Regions from separate parts of the Mus musculus genome. Here all the other regions are linked to region 5. The links are chromatin contacts, called in public HiCAR-type, HiChIP or PLAC-seq, Micro-C and promoter capture Hi-C maps. All regions are on one chromosome and are shown on one strand. The core of a region is the stretch at or near the end of the contact, and the rest is flanking DNA. Distances in the headings are between cores, read along the strand shown.

What was found. Promoter capture Hi-C pulls out the DNA fragments that hold promoters and counts their contacts. Hi-C and Micro-C count contacts between places; a contact is called where the count stands out from the background. HiCAR-type assays count read pairs that join an accessible place to other places. HiChIP or PLAC-seq counts read pairs in DNA pulled down with a chosen protein or histone mark.
Region 1: a Micro-C map of embryonic stem cells shows a contact between it and region 5, with 8 times the contacts expected there. The contact joins the promoter of Sik2 here to the promoter of Arhgap20 in region 5. A contact is called at or near these places in 3 of 39 promoter capture datasets (hippocampal neurons, liver and pre-B cells) and 2 of 484 Hi-C or Micro-C datasets (both in embryonic stem cells).
Region 2: a contact with region 5 is called in a HiCAR-type map of astrocytes, with 3 times the contacts expected there. The contact joins the promoter of Ppp2r1b here to the promoter of Arhgap20 in region 5. A contact is called at or near these places in 3 of 39 promoter capture datasets (cranial neural crest, hippocampal neurons and pre-B cells), 1 of 484 Hi-C or Micro-C datasets (cerebellum) and 1 of 115 datasets of contacts at active chromatin or transcription factors (astrocytes).
Region 3: a contact with region 5 is called in an H3K4me3 HiChIP or PLAC-seq map of forebrain, with 5 times the contacts expected there. The contact joins the enhancer-like site here to the promoter of Arhgap20 in region 5. A contact is called at or near these places in 1 of 39 promoter capture datasets (the 3T3-L1 cell line), 3 of 484 Hi-C or Micro-C datasets (the HL-1 cell line, embryonic stem cells and nephron progenitors) and 1 of 115 datasets of contacts at active chromatin or transcription factors (forebrain).
Region 4: a promoter capture Hi-C map of stem cell-derived epiblast-like cells shows a contact between it and region 5, with 7 times the contacts expected there. The contact joins the promoter of Layn here to the promoter of Arhgap20 in region 5. A contact is called at or near these places in 8 of 39 promoter capture datasets (the 3T3-L1 cell line, 3T3-L1-derived adipocytes, cranial neural crest and 5 more) and 2 of 484 Hi-C or Micro-C datasets (both in embryonic stem cells).

What each region holds. Positions count from the first base shown.
Region 1 is chr9:51,007,770-51,010,469 of GRCm38.p6, reverse strand. Sik2 (salt inducible kinase 2) reads left to right here and starts at 1,397. Exons shown (of 16, transcript NM_178710.3): 1 at 1,397-1,729. The coding sequence starts at 1,595.
Region 2 is chr9:50,855,654-50,858,353 of GRCm38.p6, reverse strand. It overlaps Ppp2r1b (protein phosphatase 2, regulatory subunit A, beta), which reads right to left and starts at 1,430. Exons shown (of 15, transcript NM_028614.3): 1 at 1,256-1,430; 2 at 428-518. The coding sequence starts at 1,369.
Region 3 is chr9:52,286,291-52,288,990 of GRCm38.p6, reverse strand. No RefSeq gene overlaps it. Among named protein-coding and RNA genes, the nearest start is that of Gm25562, 3.6 kb to the left of the region's middle. Within about 2 kb of position 1,435, at least 26 of the 459 cell types and tissues checked have an H3K27ac peak or open chromatin away from gene starts, as enhancers often do. A contact at or near this core is called in forebrain, where this site is marked.
Region 4 is chr9:51,075,817-51,078,516 of GRCm38.p6, reverse strand. Layn (layilin) reads left to right here and starts at 1,423. Exons shown (of 8, transcript NM_001033534.1): 1 at 1,423-1,631; 2 at 2,172-2,195. The coding sequence starts at 1,547.
Region 5 is chr9:51,764,033-51,766,732 of GRCm38.p6, reverse strand. Arhgap20 (Rho GTPase activating protein 20) reads right to left here and starts at 1,382. Exons shown (of 15, transcript NM_175535.4): 1 at 1,122-1,382. The coding sequence starts at 1,226. Gm40520 (a long non-coding RNA gene) reads left to right here and starts at 1,305. Exons shown (of 3, transcript XR_870739.3): 1 at 1,305-2,132.

The DNA of each region.
Region 1 (2,700 bases), core at 148-2,647, 760 kb after region 5:
AGCTCCTTCTAAGATTTTAATGTAGGCTGGGAATGGTGACACCTGCCTTTAATCTCAGCACTCAAGAGACTGCCTAGTCTACATGGCAAGTTACAGGCTATCTAGGGCTACATAGTGAGATGATGTTTCAAAAACAAAAAAAAAAACAACAGTCCCAAAACAATAAAACACTAGGGCCTAAGAGATGGCTCATTGGCTAAAGTTACCTACAGCAACCACCCCTAGGACTCACAGAGTGGAAGGTGAGAACCAACTCCCACATCCTGTCCTCTGACTTCTTACACAAAATAAAAAGTAATGTGTGTTATAGTGTATTTCCAAAATTGTTGGTTTTTGATACTTAGATTGGCTCAGATTTGGCACTGGTGGGCCCCTTCAAGCTGGCTTCTGACATATTCTTCCTGTTGTATACAAGGAATCCCCTGGTTTACTCATATTAGATCTTTCAAGAGCATCTTATACTTGCCCCCGCTGTCATTACTCCCAAACGAGTTGCGTTTCTTTTAATGGACAATGGGTACCCAGGAACCAAGGTCTGGACACACATAATATATTTCAAGATATTAAAATGTTGTGTTTACTTAGGTCACCATATGGAAGACTGGTGTGATGGGTTATAATTAGAACTCTAGCATTACCTGTGTGACGTTGGCAACTCCCTTCATTCTGGCAGCCTGCTGCGTCATCTGGAAACAAATCGGATTAGATACTTTTTAACCGTTTACAAGTTCCCAAAGCGTTTTAGGATAATACCGGGTCACCTCTCCACAGAGACATGCTCAACTAACATGCTCAACCTACATTTCAGAGGTTCCAGACTCCGAAGCCCATTAGCAATTCCAAATTCCGGGCTTAATCATCTCTGGGGTCTCTTTAGCGCTGACATTTTTTTTTTTTTTCTGCAAGTGACCGACTGCTGTGAGTAGGAATTTAGACGTCAAAAAGTGGAGAGACTTATTTAGTACTGACAAGGGAGCTAAAATGAACACAAAGAAAAGAGGCTGTGAGCAATGCATTGCTCAGCCACGGTGCTCCTCGGGCTCCAAATTTAGCGCTGCAGTCCGCTGAAGAAGAGGTTTTGGCGGGAAGGGCTGCCCCGGCGGAGAGCGCCCGCCAGGCGACCCTCCAGGAGACTGGCCCAGTGCATCCTCCGCACGGCCCACCAGGGCTCGCTCTTGCGCTTCTGCTGGAAGGCAGGAGGAGCGGGGCGGGGCGGACGGCGACCCCGCCCCCGGCCGCGACGCCCTCCTCAGCCTTCTCAGGCCTCGCCGCGGCCGGAAGCCTCGTGCCCGCCCGACCCGCGCACCGCCCCTCCCTCCCGCCCCCGACGTCGGCGCGGCTGCGGTAGCCATGGTGACCGGTGGAGGCCCGCCCCCGCCCCCTGCCCCGGCCCCCTGACGTCGGCTCACGTCAGCGCCGGCGCGCGCCTGGCTGGGCCCTGTGGGGCGGGAGGGAAGCAGCGCCGGAGCGAGAGCCGCGGCCGTCGCCCAGAGCCCAGGCGCGCCGCCCGACGCCCTCCTGCCCGCTCCGTGCCGCTTCTTGCCGGCCAGTTCGTTCGCGTTCCCGTCGCCGTGTCCTGCAGCGGGGGCCAAGCATGGTCATGGCGGATGGCCCGAGGCACTTGCAGCGCGGGCCAGTCCGGGTGGGGTTCTACGACATCGAGGGCACGCTGGGCAAGGGCAACTTTGCCGTGGTGAAGCTGGGGCGGCACCGGATCACCAAGACGGAGGTGCGGCCCCGGGGTTCGGCGGGAGCGTGGCGCGGTTGCGCCCCGGGCGGGGGACGGCGGGCCTGGCACTGCGGGGACCGCGGGGTGCAGGTCGAGTGTGTGTGGGGTGTCCCCGGGAAGCCACACAGGCTTCCGTCCCGACTCTCCCACCCGGGAACCTGGTCTGTGGCCTCGGCTCCTGAGCACAAGTTCCGCGTCTTCCCGGCTTTCGGCTGGGGGTGGGGTGGGAGGGGAAGTCTCTGTGCTCCGGGGCCGCGCGGGGACCAACGTCGCCGGCCGGAGAAAGGGGACCAGCAGCTCCCAGGCTCGGCGGACGCGGAGCGCGGCCCGGACCAAGCCCTCCTCTTCTGCCCGGCGAGGAGGGGGTGACGCGGACCGGACTGGTGCGGACGGGCCGCTGTCCATCTTCTCTGGGCCCGCAGGGTCTCTGAAACGGTTCTTTGGCTGGCTTGATCACTTGCAGGAGGTATAGCAAATACACCAGACAATAGAGCTGGTTAAAAATGGTCATCTCAGCTCTGCACCGTTCTCTGGGGTTGTCCCTTTACCAGGTGTGCATGCTGGCTGCGAGCACGCATTCCTTAAGCCACATCAGATGGACTGTACTCAGCTCTCGACAGCGTCCTGACATTGACTCTCCAGCATCCTCCCTCCGTGCACTGTACATATTTTCTCCCCAAGTCTGCGTTCTTACCTAGCCCACCCTCTTCCTTCCATTGCCTCAAGCTGCTCTCCTCGGGGTCTCTATTTTAAGACGTGCAAATTAAATACCTTGGAAAAAAAACGATCGAAACAAAACCATTTCTTAGTCTACAACCTAGTGGTTTTGACGTACTCTATTCTGCCTTGTGATTGCCACTTGAGTTTCACCGATTTTCAGTTTCTCTCCCCAGTTTTCATCCTTTTCGGGTTTTTTTCCTACTATGTTCTTAAGAACGTTCTAATCTTTGACTATAGGACCTCCACCCCCA
Region 2 (2,700 bases), core at 181-2,680, 910 kb after region 5:
CCTGAATGTTTCACACAATTATTAAGAAACTCACATCCTGGAGCTGGAGAGATGGCTCAGTGGTTAAGGGCACTGGCTGCTCTTCCAGAGAAGCAGCGTTCAATGCCCAGCACCCACATGGCAACTTAACAACTGCCTATAACTCCAGTTCCAGGGGATCTGTCACTTTCACATGCAGGCAAAACACCAATGCATATAAAATAAATCATTTACAAAGAAATCCATATTTCACATCAATCACCTTCCCACTAGCTACACGGTTTATGTTTGAGTATGTCTGACTATATGTAGCATTTCTATACACCTTGCAGAAGGCAAGGCTCAGTCTAGTACTTATCGCTACTCTAGGTAACAAACTAAGAAAATTAAATAAAAATAGTTTAAAAGCCAATAGAAATGGAGCGTGTATCTTTCAAGGGACACAAACCTGTAAGGAAAGGCAGCAGTTCCGTTCGAGTCCTTTCTACCCCGAGTGCTAGAGCTATAGTTGATAACTTCTTAATACTGTTGAGACGGAGCTTTAAAAACAAAGTGGGAGGGAGAACAAAGCAAAGAGATGATTGCAATTCTGGTCAAAGAAGCAAATAGGTGAGATACTGGGACACAGTATAATGATGAATGAGCCTTTCACTTAGATCTTAATCCTAGGAAAACTCAAGGACCGTTTAACACGTCATTAGCCAGAAGCTATCTTAGGGAGAACACTGAAGGGCCGGGGAAGAAACGAATGAATGAAAACACGCGGACAATGAGAGGGTCTGAAAAGAGAGAACTCTGGATGGAGAGAAGTGGGTGAAAGAAACGGTTAAGCACAACTCCTCCCTTTTCAGGGAAAAGTTCTATCACAACTGATGCACCACTCATCTGGGTTAATCAGCCGCCGCGCTCTTTCCACCCAACCAGCCCAGCTAGTTTGCCCGGGGACGGACACTCCGCATCACTTCAAAGGGAACGGGGGCCGGGGGCCGCTCCTCCGCTCCCGGCGGCCCCGCAGCCCGCCTGCGCTGGTCCACCCGAGGTGCGAACCGGTTCCCCGCCCACTGCCGGGAGCAGATGGACGCCACCACCCCAGAGGGTCGGAGGAGGGCAGCGGAGCTGAGACGGACCACCGCGCACCCGCCGCCCCACGCCTCCGTCCCGGGGCTGAATACGACTCTGCCACCCCGGGGGTCGCCCCCAGGGCTGAGCCGGCCTTTCCGCTTCCCTACCATGTGCGCTTCCGCCCTCGCCTCGGCTCCCCAGCCCAGCCTAGTACCTGCACGTCCTCATTGCGGAGCTCGTCGATTAAAACCGCGATCGGGTAGAGCGAATCGTCTCCATCTCCACCCGCTGCCCCCGGACCGGACCCTGGCCCTGCTGCGCCCGCCATGTTCTTCCTCCTCTGGCTGGTCGCCGCCGAAGGCCCCGTGCCCAGACCACGCCCCGCGCTCAGGCCACGCCCCGCGCTCAGGCCACGCCCCACACACAAACAGGCGGGGCTAAATCCAATCAGCCGGCTCCGAGGAACTGATGGAATCAAGTTTTTTCCCTGCGCGTGGAGGCTCCGGCCTGACCCCCATTGCTGGAACTGGAGGTCTGAACTCCAGAAGAAGGGCGGGCCGAAAAAACCAATGGAACCCCTGCATCCTTTCCCCAGCCGAAAGAAACAAGGGCAGGGATTCATCGTCTCCTTGCTGTGCTCTGAAGGAGACGGGCCTTAATGATGGATGCCGAGCCTCAAGTAGAACTCAGAGACAGGCCAGGAGGAAGAAGCTTTAACACCTCCCCCTCCACCCCAACCTCCACCCCCACCCCCAGGCTTCATGCTGGCCCTGAGCCACTGGGTCTTGGTCTTAATTTCCCCTTGGGCGACAAGCCTCTACACGCGCGCGCGCGCGCACACACACACACACACACACACACACACACACACACACACCTTCCTCTGGCCTGTTTGCCAAAATCGTGGCTGGCTCCTGCTCCTTAAGACAAATAATGAGGGCGGTGAGAGAAAATGAACAGTGCTGTCCAAACTCCCCAGTCAATATTTTTTCCACGCAAGCTGTTCAAAACATGCTGCTCTCTTGTTTTTGTGTTTCTTTTCAGTGTGGTACTGGAATGGCGCCTTCTGTTGTATTGTCTTCTCTTTTTTTTTCCTTCTTTACCAAGAAGCACAACAACCTAACATAACTGGGCCCAGTTTTACTCACCCCAGTTCGGTGCGGGTGTAAACTGGCCTCCCTAGACCTCCAGGAGTCCCCCTAAAGGACTCCAGGAGGAGGTGGGCCTGGGCCTTTTTACACAGAACTTAATGGAAAATGTTCCACTTGCCCTATGGAATGGCACAAAGTAACTATCTCTCCTTTCGACTTAGATATAAGCAACTTAGATTGGTAGCTCTGTCACAAGTTCTCAGATGACACTATTTTGTGCCTTAAGGAAATTGTCATTAATAAATGCAACTTAGGAGGTAAGTTTTTTTTTTTTTCTTTTTAAAGCATGGGATGCCTACTAGGAGATAGCCTTTCATAGTCAAAGCTTGAGAACCAACAGACTTCAGTTTGCGGTTTTTGTTTTTTCAACTTCTGTCCACGAATGAATGCTTGAAGACTCTCGTTTTATTTTGATAATTTTTAGATTCACTTACTTAAGGCATGGTCTGGACTGCTGGGGTGGCTATCTTTTTTAATTACAAAAACTGTGTATATGTGTGGTATGTAC
Region 3 (2,700 bases), core at 186-2,685, 520 kb before region 5:
AACATTAGATGCCCCCCCCCCCAAACACGTATGTCTTAAAGGTTCGATCCTCAGAGTGGAACTATGGGGAAATAGTAGACGTTTTAAGAGAGGTCTGGCTGGAGGCTTTAGGTAATTGAGGGTGTGTTCTCAAGGGGACTACGGCATGCTTGTCTCTCTGTCGCTCAGTTGTAATGTAGTTAGAGATCACCACAGAGCTGCTACCATGTGCAGCGCCTCATCCACACAGCACAGCTGAGGTTCATCTCTTCAGAGACTAACTCCAAGACTAGGGGCCCAAATCAGCTTCTCTAAGTTTAGTGTCTCAAATCAAGCTTCACTGTGCAGGTAACCCCTGGGCAACTCTACTGAACTCAGCACATCAGCTAAGGTCATCCCACAATCTGGGCTTGTTTGTTTTTTGGTTTTTGTTTTGTTGTTGTTGTTGTTGTTGTTGTTGTTGTTGTTTTGGTTAGACTTGGTTTGTTACAGTGGTTCCTTCTCTTTTCTTTTCATACCGTTTCTTTTCAAAACCATAGGTGTTTCATGCATTCTTTATAGTATAGAATTCTAAAAATATTTTTGGAAAAGACTGTTTTTAAGTCACCTTAAAGCAATTTGAATTGTAAACTGCGGTTTACCTCCGCCCCTACCTACAGGCTAGGGAAACTCCTTTTTATCTCACCTTCTCCACACACTGCTCCACAGTCTCTAAGGAACATCTTTACCTGACAGAGAGAATTGCAGAAAGTCAGAGCTGTAGTTCCCTGAAGAGATGGTAATCTGCATAACTTTTCCAGCAAAGGAGAAATAGCAAAAGAACAACCTAAAGATAAGGACAAATGTTTGGTGTGAGGGAGCCGTTGTGAAATGGGACGCTGAGGGCTGGTGGACAGAATGTTACTGGCTCTTCCTGACCCAGAACAATCCAGAAATGAGTAGCCTGACTCTGTTGAGCAAACTTCCCTAAACAACTTTCACTTCTCCTCAGAGCTGGAAATGTAACGGCTTCAACTCCACATTAGGAGATCCAGAGAGTCTGATGCAGTTCTAGTGGGAAATATCTCATCCCGCAGAAAAGACGCAGGTTGCTAGGAGATGGCACATCTTGATGGAAGCTCAGCTCGAGACTGTTCTTAATGAGTCTATGATGCATTGAGCTCAGAAGAACCAGGGAGCTTTACAGTACAGAAGATCAAGAGAATGGAAAAGGAGATGGGGACAGCCAAAGTAAAGAAACAGACGTTCCACCACAAGGTATCTGAATGGCTCTTTACCCAGGTCCCTTCGAAGAGCCGTGGAAGTGGACCTGTTCCTTCGGTTCTGAAGACACCTTATGAACACTTATGAATGTTGTTACCAAGTTTACCTGAAAACTTTACTGAAACCCTGTTTCTTTCTAACTTTCTTCATTCTAACTTTTCTTCATTCGGCAAGGCAAACTCTGACCACTAGATGGCACTGCTCCACAGATTTGTAATGAAATGGCTTCAGGCTCCCACACTTGTATTTATGACTACAAAAGTGTGGTTTTGCACCTTTTCTCTTAGAAGCATTGATCGATCGTCAGCCCAATAATCTTGCCTTCGTAGCCTGCTTTGTGTACTCTACTGGCTTTGAAGCTGTGAAGTTGGAAAGAGTTCTGTGCGCGGAAATGTGTCTCTCCGAGATACATTTACAACAGTCGCGCCTACCAGGCTGCAGAGATTACCTCTAGCAGTGGGGACCTGAATCCTCCCTCGTAGTTCCTGCAAACAGGTCAGAAGTACGGCCCTCTTCTTTCCTCCAAGGGGAAGGGGTGAGGGGATGCATTTCCAAAATATTCATTGGATGTTAGTTTACAGAAACACGGAAGCCCAGTACCTTAAATTTTGTACTGGCTAAGATTTGTATCTCAATAATGTGTCAAGCTGGACAAAACGTGTCATATTGGCACCCACAATAAATAAAGAAAAGAAAAAAATAAGAAAAATTTTTGGAAAATAAAATGAAAAATTTCTGTTTCTGTGAGCACTTAGGTATTTCAAGAAAACGTGATTTCTTTAGTTATCTAAAGCTCCCTGAACAAATAAAAGTACAAAACCAAATCAGAGGAAAGGGGAGAAAGCGAGCTATCTACAGGTCATGAGACAGGAGGGACAGGAGGAGTACTACACTCCGCTGCAAGTTTTAAGGTAACAAATCCTTGCGGGGCAGTGGTGGTGCACGCCTTTAAGCCCAGCACTTGGGAGGCAGAGGCAGGTGGATTTCTGAGTTCGAGGTCAGCCTGGTCTACAAAGTGAGTTCCAGGACAGCCAGGGATATACAGAGATATATTTATTTAAAATATATATATATATATTTGTGTGTATTGTAGATTCAAATCCAGCTGTAAGAAATGATGCTGAGGTCCCTTGTATTCTGCCTACCGGATTCTCTAATACTCGTACCCGGCAAAAAAAAATCCTTAATAAATATCAAATAAATATTTCCATGTTCAGTGTTGGTTATTCGGGTCACTTAAGAGGCAAGGAAGGCTTTCCCTGCTGTGAACTCCCTTTGTAAACTTTATAAACTTTGCAAACTTTGTAAAGCTTCAAGGCAGGAAATGGGGGAGAAGGCTGAGGAAATCCAGCAGCCAAGCCCCTCCCCCAGACCTCCCTGTCAATAACTGTCACAAAGATCCCACCCCCACCAGAACCCCTAAATAAGGGCTGTGCTTTGTCTAATTCCCTGCGCTAT
Region 4 (2,700 bases), core at 174-2,673, 690 kb after region 5:
GACACCAAGGAAATGCAGCGTTTCAAGCAGACCATCAGGTGCCACTTCTGTGTCCCACCACCACCACAGTTGCTTTGCTGGGGAGACAGTCTAGAGAGAATGGTTGGTGTGAGATAGTCTAACCGGAACACAGGAAAGGGTTGCCAGTCCCCACCTGTTGGTGCCGGGGTTCTGTAATCACACAGCTCCTGCTCTGTTCTCAGCTGGAGCTAAGACAGATCCATCCCTACTCCTGCTTTATCTCAGGCCTGTTTAGAACAAGTGTGTCAAGAGTGTGGAAGCACCTCTGCTTCGTTTCTTAAAAGATTTATTTATTTGCATTTTATGTGTTGTGGGTGTTTTCCCAGCATGTATGTATGTATGTATGTGCATCACATGCAAGCCTCGTGCCTCTGGGCCAGAAGAAGACAGGAGATCCCTGGAACTGGAGTTACAGTTGATTGTGAGCCACTGCCCGGTGCTGGGATTGAACCCAGTCCTATGCAAGAGTAATGACTGCTCTTAACCACTGGTCCATTTCTCAGGGCCCCTTCTCTGCTTTTCTGACTGCTCTGCTGAAAAGCTGGATAAACAGGAAAACAGAAGCAAACTGGAACCAAAATCCAGAAGGCAGTAACCGAGATGTGGTTTCTGCTACGCTTCGCAATACCATAGTATACCGGAAAGATCAATGAACTCTCAGCTTTCTACTTCATAGATTTTCGATGGGAGACTGGATCTACTGTGCGAATGTATTTGAGAACACACATGTAAACACAACTACTGTGGGAGTGTAAAGGGGAGCATACACTTGGGTTGGTTATGAAAGCTTCCATAGGAAGAATAGGATCATTCTTTGCAACGGGAGTCATTTTTCTGTCCACCAAAAGCTGAACTCCACTAAACCACTCCTATCTTCCAATATGTGCCCTACACAAAGCAAAGTGTCTTTCTGGTTGAGATCTGGAATACTCTAGCTTCTGCTGGAGGTCTCCCTCAGGCCAAGTCTGAAATGCCTCTAGTCAGTAGACACACTGCCTGCTTGAGAATCTGTTCCTCCCTTGCTCAAGTTCTTTCCCAGGTGCTGCCCTGGTCTGACGCTTACTGTGGTGTAAGTAGGGGTTTTGCTACTTTAGCCCACTAGAGCTGGGTAGTGATGAGGGCAAGAGGCTATACTGTTTGAAAGTACAGTACCCGCTTTCCACCTTCTGGGAGTTCAAAAACTAGTGGGATTTTTCTCTTAGGCAAACTCAGAATCTCCCTGGGCGGCTCTCTGCAAAGAGCGGCCCCTTCCGTTGGCTACTCCCCCTGAGTTAGCAGTTTCTGGAGTCCAGAGCACTAGACGTTGGGGGCGGGCCAGCCCAAGGGGCTGCCTTCCCCCGCAGTGACGTCCCAGGGGGTGGATGGGCAACCAACGACTCAGAGCCCTCCCGGACTCCGCCCAGTGCGGGGTCTGTGGATCCTTGGGAGATGCAGCTGCCTTGGTTGCAGTTGCTCAAACGCAGTCGTCTACTTGCCCACTTCTCTGCCTTAGTCCCAGGGTGTCGGGAGGCACTGGAGTCCAGCCATGCAGCCGGGAGCAGCGCTGCAGGCTATGTTGCTGGCGGTGCTGCTGGCCAAACCGAGGGATTCGAAGGGTCGCCTGCTGAGCGGTGAGTGTGTGTCCTGGGGGAGAGGGCTGGTGCCAGAGCACCTGGGGTTGATGCACCCAGTAAACCTCAGCAGTTGAGGACTGTCTTCAGGGTCACTGCACCCTGGCCCCTTTATGTAGTGGGGCAATCCCCAGATCCAACCCCGGACCCAATCAGCCTTCTTGAATTCTCTGCTTCCAGGGAGCAAAAATGCAACCAGCTCCAGTTCCTGGGGCCACCCTAGGTATCCGCAACGCTGGAAGTCAGTTCTCTCCCCGGGGTTACTAAGGGGTGAGGAGGATGTAGCTTGGGTGGGGCAGTTGGCAAACTTCTTCCAGTGAGTGCCCCTTGAGCGCCATGCTGCCTGGACCCTTCTAGTGGAGGCAGCCGATCCTGGATCCGCAGGGCTATGGGAACTGTACCTGTTACTCTCCTCTGAGGGGAGGGTGGCTGGCCTGGAAATGCTTGGAGATTGGGAAAGCGCCTAGTTAGCCAGGAACCAGCCCTGCCAGGCTCCAAGAGTGACTCTCTGCTTCCTTCCCTGTGTGTGTGTCACTGCAGCCTCGGACTTGGACCCCAGAGGAGGTACAGTGGTCCGACTTCTTTCTTGTTCCACTAGGTCTGCATGGGGCGCGGGGGTGGGGGGGGGGGTTGGGGGGTGGGTGGGAGGAGCGTGGGCGGGGAGCGATCGGTATCTTTTTATCAGGTTCCCTTTGGCCAAGAGGGATGGAGTAGAATTGGAATCTCCACTGTATTCTAGCTTGTGGGTCTGGTTTAAGAAATCTAACTTTGGTTTCAGGATTGGGAGGGGGTGTTTGGCTAAGCAGAGGAGCTGCTGACGCCACTGGGAGGGTTAGGGCTGCATGGCTCTGTGCTTGGTGACAGGAGACCTCCTGCCTGCCCTTCCCCTTCCTGCAAATGAGAAAAGAAAGACACTTCCTGAAGGCAGGGGAACCAGATGGGTCCTGGGCCTCCTTCCAGCTCTGGTACTCCCTAGAACTCACTAGCATACACTAGACATATGCCGCCAGCCTGGACCATACAGGAAACTCTATCAAGGTGTTAAGCTTTCTCTTGGCAGTCTGGCCTG
Region 5 (2,700 bases), core at 133-2,632:
ACACGCACGCGCGCGCGCGCACACACACTCACACACACTGTCTCTGAAGGGTGAAAAAACCCACAAGGGCAAACATCAGCCTCCATACATCAAAGGCTGAGCCGCCACTACTGCCCATCCATCAAGTTCACAGACACCCATAGAGGGCTCTGTGACAGGCCCAAGGTCCTTGGGAGCTCACATACATTTCTATACAGCTATCACCTCTCTTCTTTCACCTCCAGCCAAGCCACCATTCTAGTGGGAAGATTAATGAAAAGCCATAAAATCCGGACATGCAGGGAGCCAGTGTATCCCTGTGAGTCTCTAATTATAGTAATGCAACGTTTTCACATTATTTGTTAGGGAAGAACTAGAATGAGCTCTCATCCCAACTTGTTTCCACAGAAGCTGGAGAAGGCGACACCACTGTAAGGAACAAATATGGCCAAATATCTGAAGGTTTAGTGCTGGAGGAAGGGAAGGGGGCACCCATGGCTACAGCACCCAAATCAATTCCCAGGAGCTCAGAAGCTCGCGGCCCACGTGCACTTGCTCCGGGACCTATTGCAGACTCCTGACCTCTATCGAAATCCTCCCGCTGCACCGTGGACCAGTCAATCACCAGCAAAAGCTACAAGTAGTTACCCGGATCAGTCCTTCGGGTGTCAGGGAACAAGGGCGCCGCCCCCACAGGCAAATGCAAACGTCCCTTCTCAGGGGGTGGTTCTGAGCCAAGCCCCCCATGCCCCGCTGGGACCTCCGGAAACTGCCCGCCCACCGCCAGCCAGCCTAGATCTAGGCCGAGTCAAACCTCCGGATCCCACAGTGTAGCCCACGGCACCCATCTCCGACATCCCCTGGAGGCCTTGGGTGGGCGCATCATCCCTCCCCTCCGGGGCCGCCTACCTTCCTCAGGCTGTCGGGTTAAGACTACCTCGGGAGGCTCGCAGGGAGGCACTCCCCGGGTCAGAGATGGAGAGGCAACGGGCTTCTCCGAGACCGTTTCCACCAGAGAAGACAGCGGGGATCCCGGGAGGTGACCCTCCCACCCCACGCGGGGACCGTTAACCCCTCTCAGCACCAGGCACCCGTGGAAGGCGCGAGCCCATGGAGGGGCCCTCCCGCTCGGGCGTCCTCACCTTCTTGGTGCCAGGGCCTCCCGCGATGCGAGACATGCCTGTCAGCGAGGAGGAGCGCCCCGGCTGCGCCCCTAGAGCATCCTGCTGCGGAGACATCGCTTCCATGAAGAAGATCTGCAAGCTAAGCCCAAGCCGAGGACCGGGTGGCTGCGCGGCGCGGTCCGCTCAGGCCGGACGCCGAGCTGCGGGTGCGGGCGGCGCGCCTCCCGTCGGGGCCATGGACCGCCGCCCGCGCCGCGCTCGTCGCGCTCGCCGCACTCTGCTCAGGCTGCAGCAAGCGCTCCGGGCGGCCGCCCGTCCACGTAGCCCCGCCCCGGCCCGCCCCGCCTCTCCGCGTCCGCCCCGCCTCCTCCGCCCTCCCCGCGCCGCCCGTGCACACTGCCGGGAGCGAGCTCTCAGCGCTTGGCGCTACCGAAGCCACTAACCTTGCGAGGTGCCTCCGCGGGTACGAAGCTTTCGCTGCCGCGCGCCACGCGCCGTGCACCACGCACCACTGCCTCCGGTGCAGCTCCGCGCGCCTGTCCGCTCGCTCCCGCCAGCGTCCCTTCCCGCGCAGCTGCAGCGCGGGAGCCTCAGCGAGCGCGGCTCGCTCGAAGGTGGTGCAGGGGCCGCCAGCCTAGCCTCGCTTTCGCGGACTGCGGAAGGGACCCCACCCCCACCCCCAACCCGGTCCCCGCTCCGCTGAAGAAGGAGTTAGACAAATTTGGAAGCCCTGGTGGCATCGCCGGACTTCGGGGGCAATATCGAACGCTTGCTAGCTAAGCCTGTCAGGGTAACCCAGAGCTGTTGCTTTGCAGTCACAGGGAGCAAGCATGGACAAGCAACCTTGCATGTCTGCACCACCAGCTTCGCAGGCAGCAAGCTGCAGGGACCCTGCATTCTGAAGGAGAAAGCGCAATTAAGAGGAAAATGCAGGCAGAAAGGAGGTTGAAACTTGGCATAGTATCTATGAGAAGGCAACAATATGTGGAAGCGTTGATCTGATATCGCGAGCTCAGAACCTAACTTCCTGTAAGTCCAAATAGTGACCCCTCCCTCTTTTTTGGACTAAATAATAATCAAAGGGCAGTTGGAACAGACCAGGGTTAAGTAGTGTTCGCACTTTGCAGGGCTGGCTGCTGGTGTAAATGATACAGTAGGTGGCATTCTTCCCTTGGAATCAGAACTAGTGTGAAAAAAAAATCACTAAGGATATCACTCCGTGATTGCGAGATGGTTACGGATTCTGCTTATTTTTGTGACAAGGAAAAAAGAAAAGAAAAGAAAAGAAAGGGGGAGAAAAGGAAAGGAAAGAAAAGAAAAAAAGAAAAAGAGGTTTCTTGCAGTTTGGGCGGCTATTGGGGCAGGTTATAAGGAACAGAACTCAGGTGGGCAGTGTTCCAAGCTAGGGGATGCTGTCCAACACACACCCACAAAGACACACCTACACAATCATCCAAACCTAAGATTGTTTGTTGTGGAAATATAAGGCTAATTTTAGTCACATCACACTACATTGTTAAAAGGAAGCTTAATAAATCTCATATATATGTATATACATCTGTGAATCAGGGGTGCTACAGCTGTGGTCCTCGTGCAG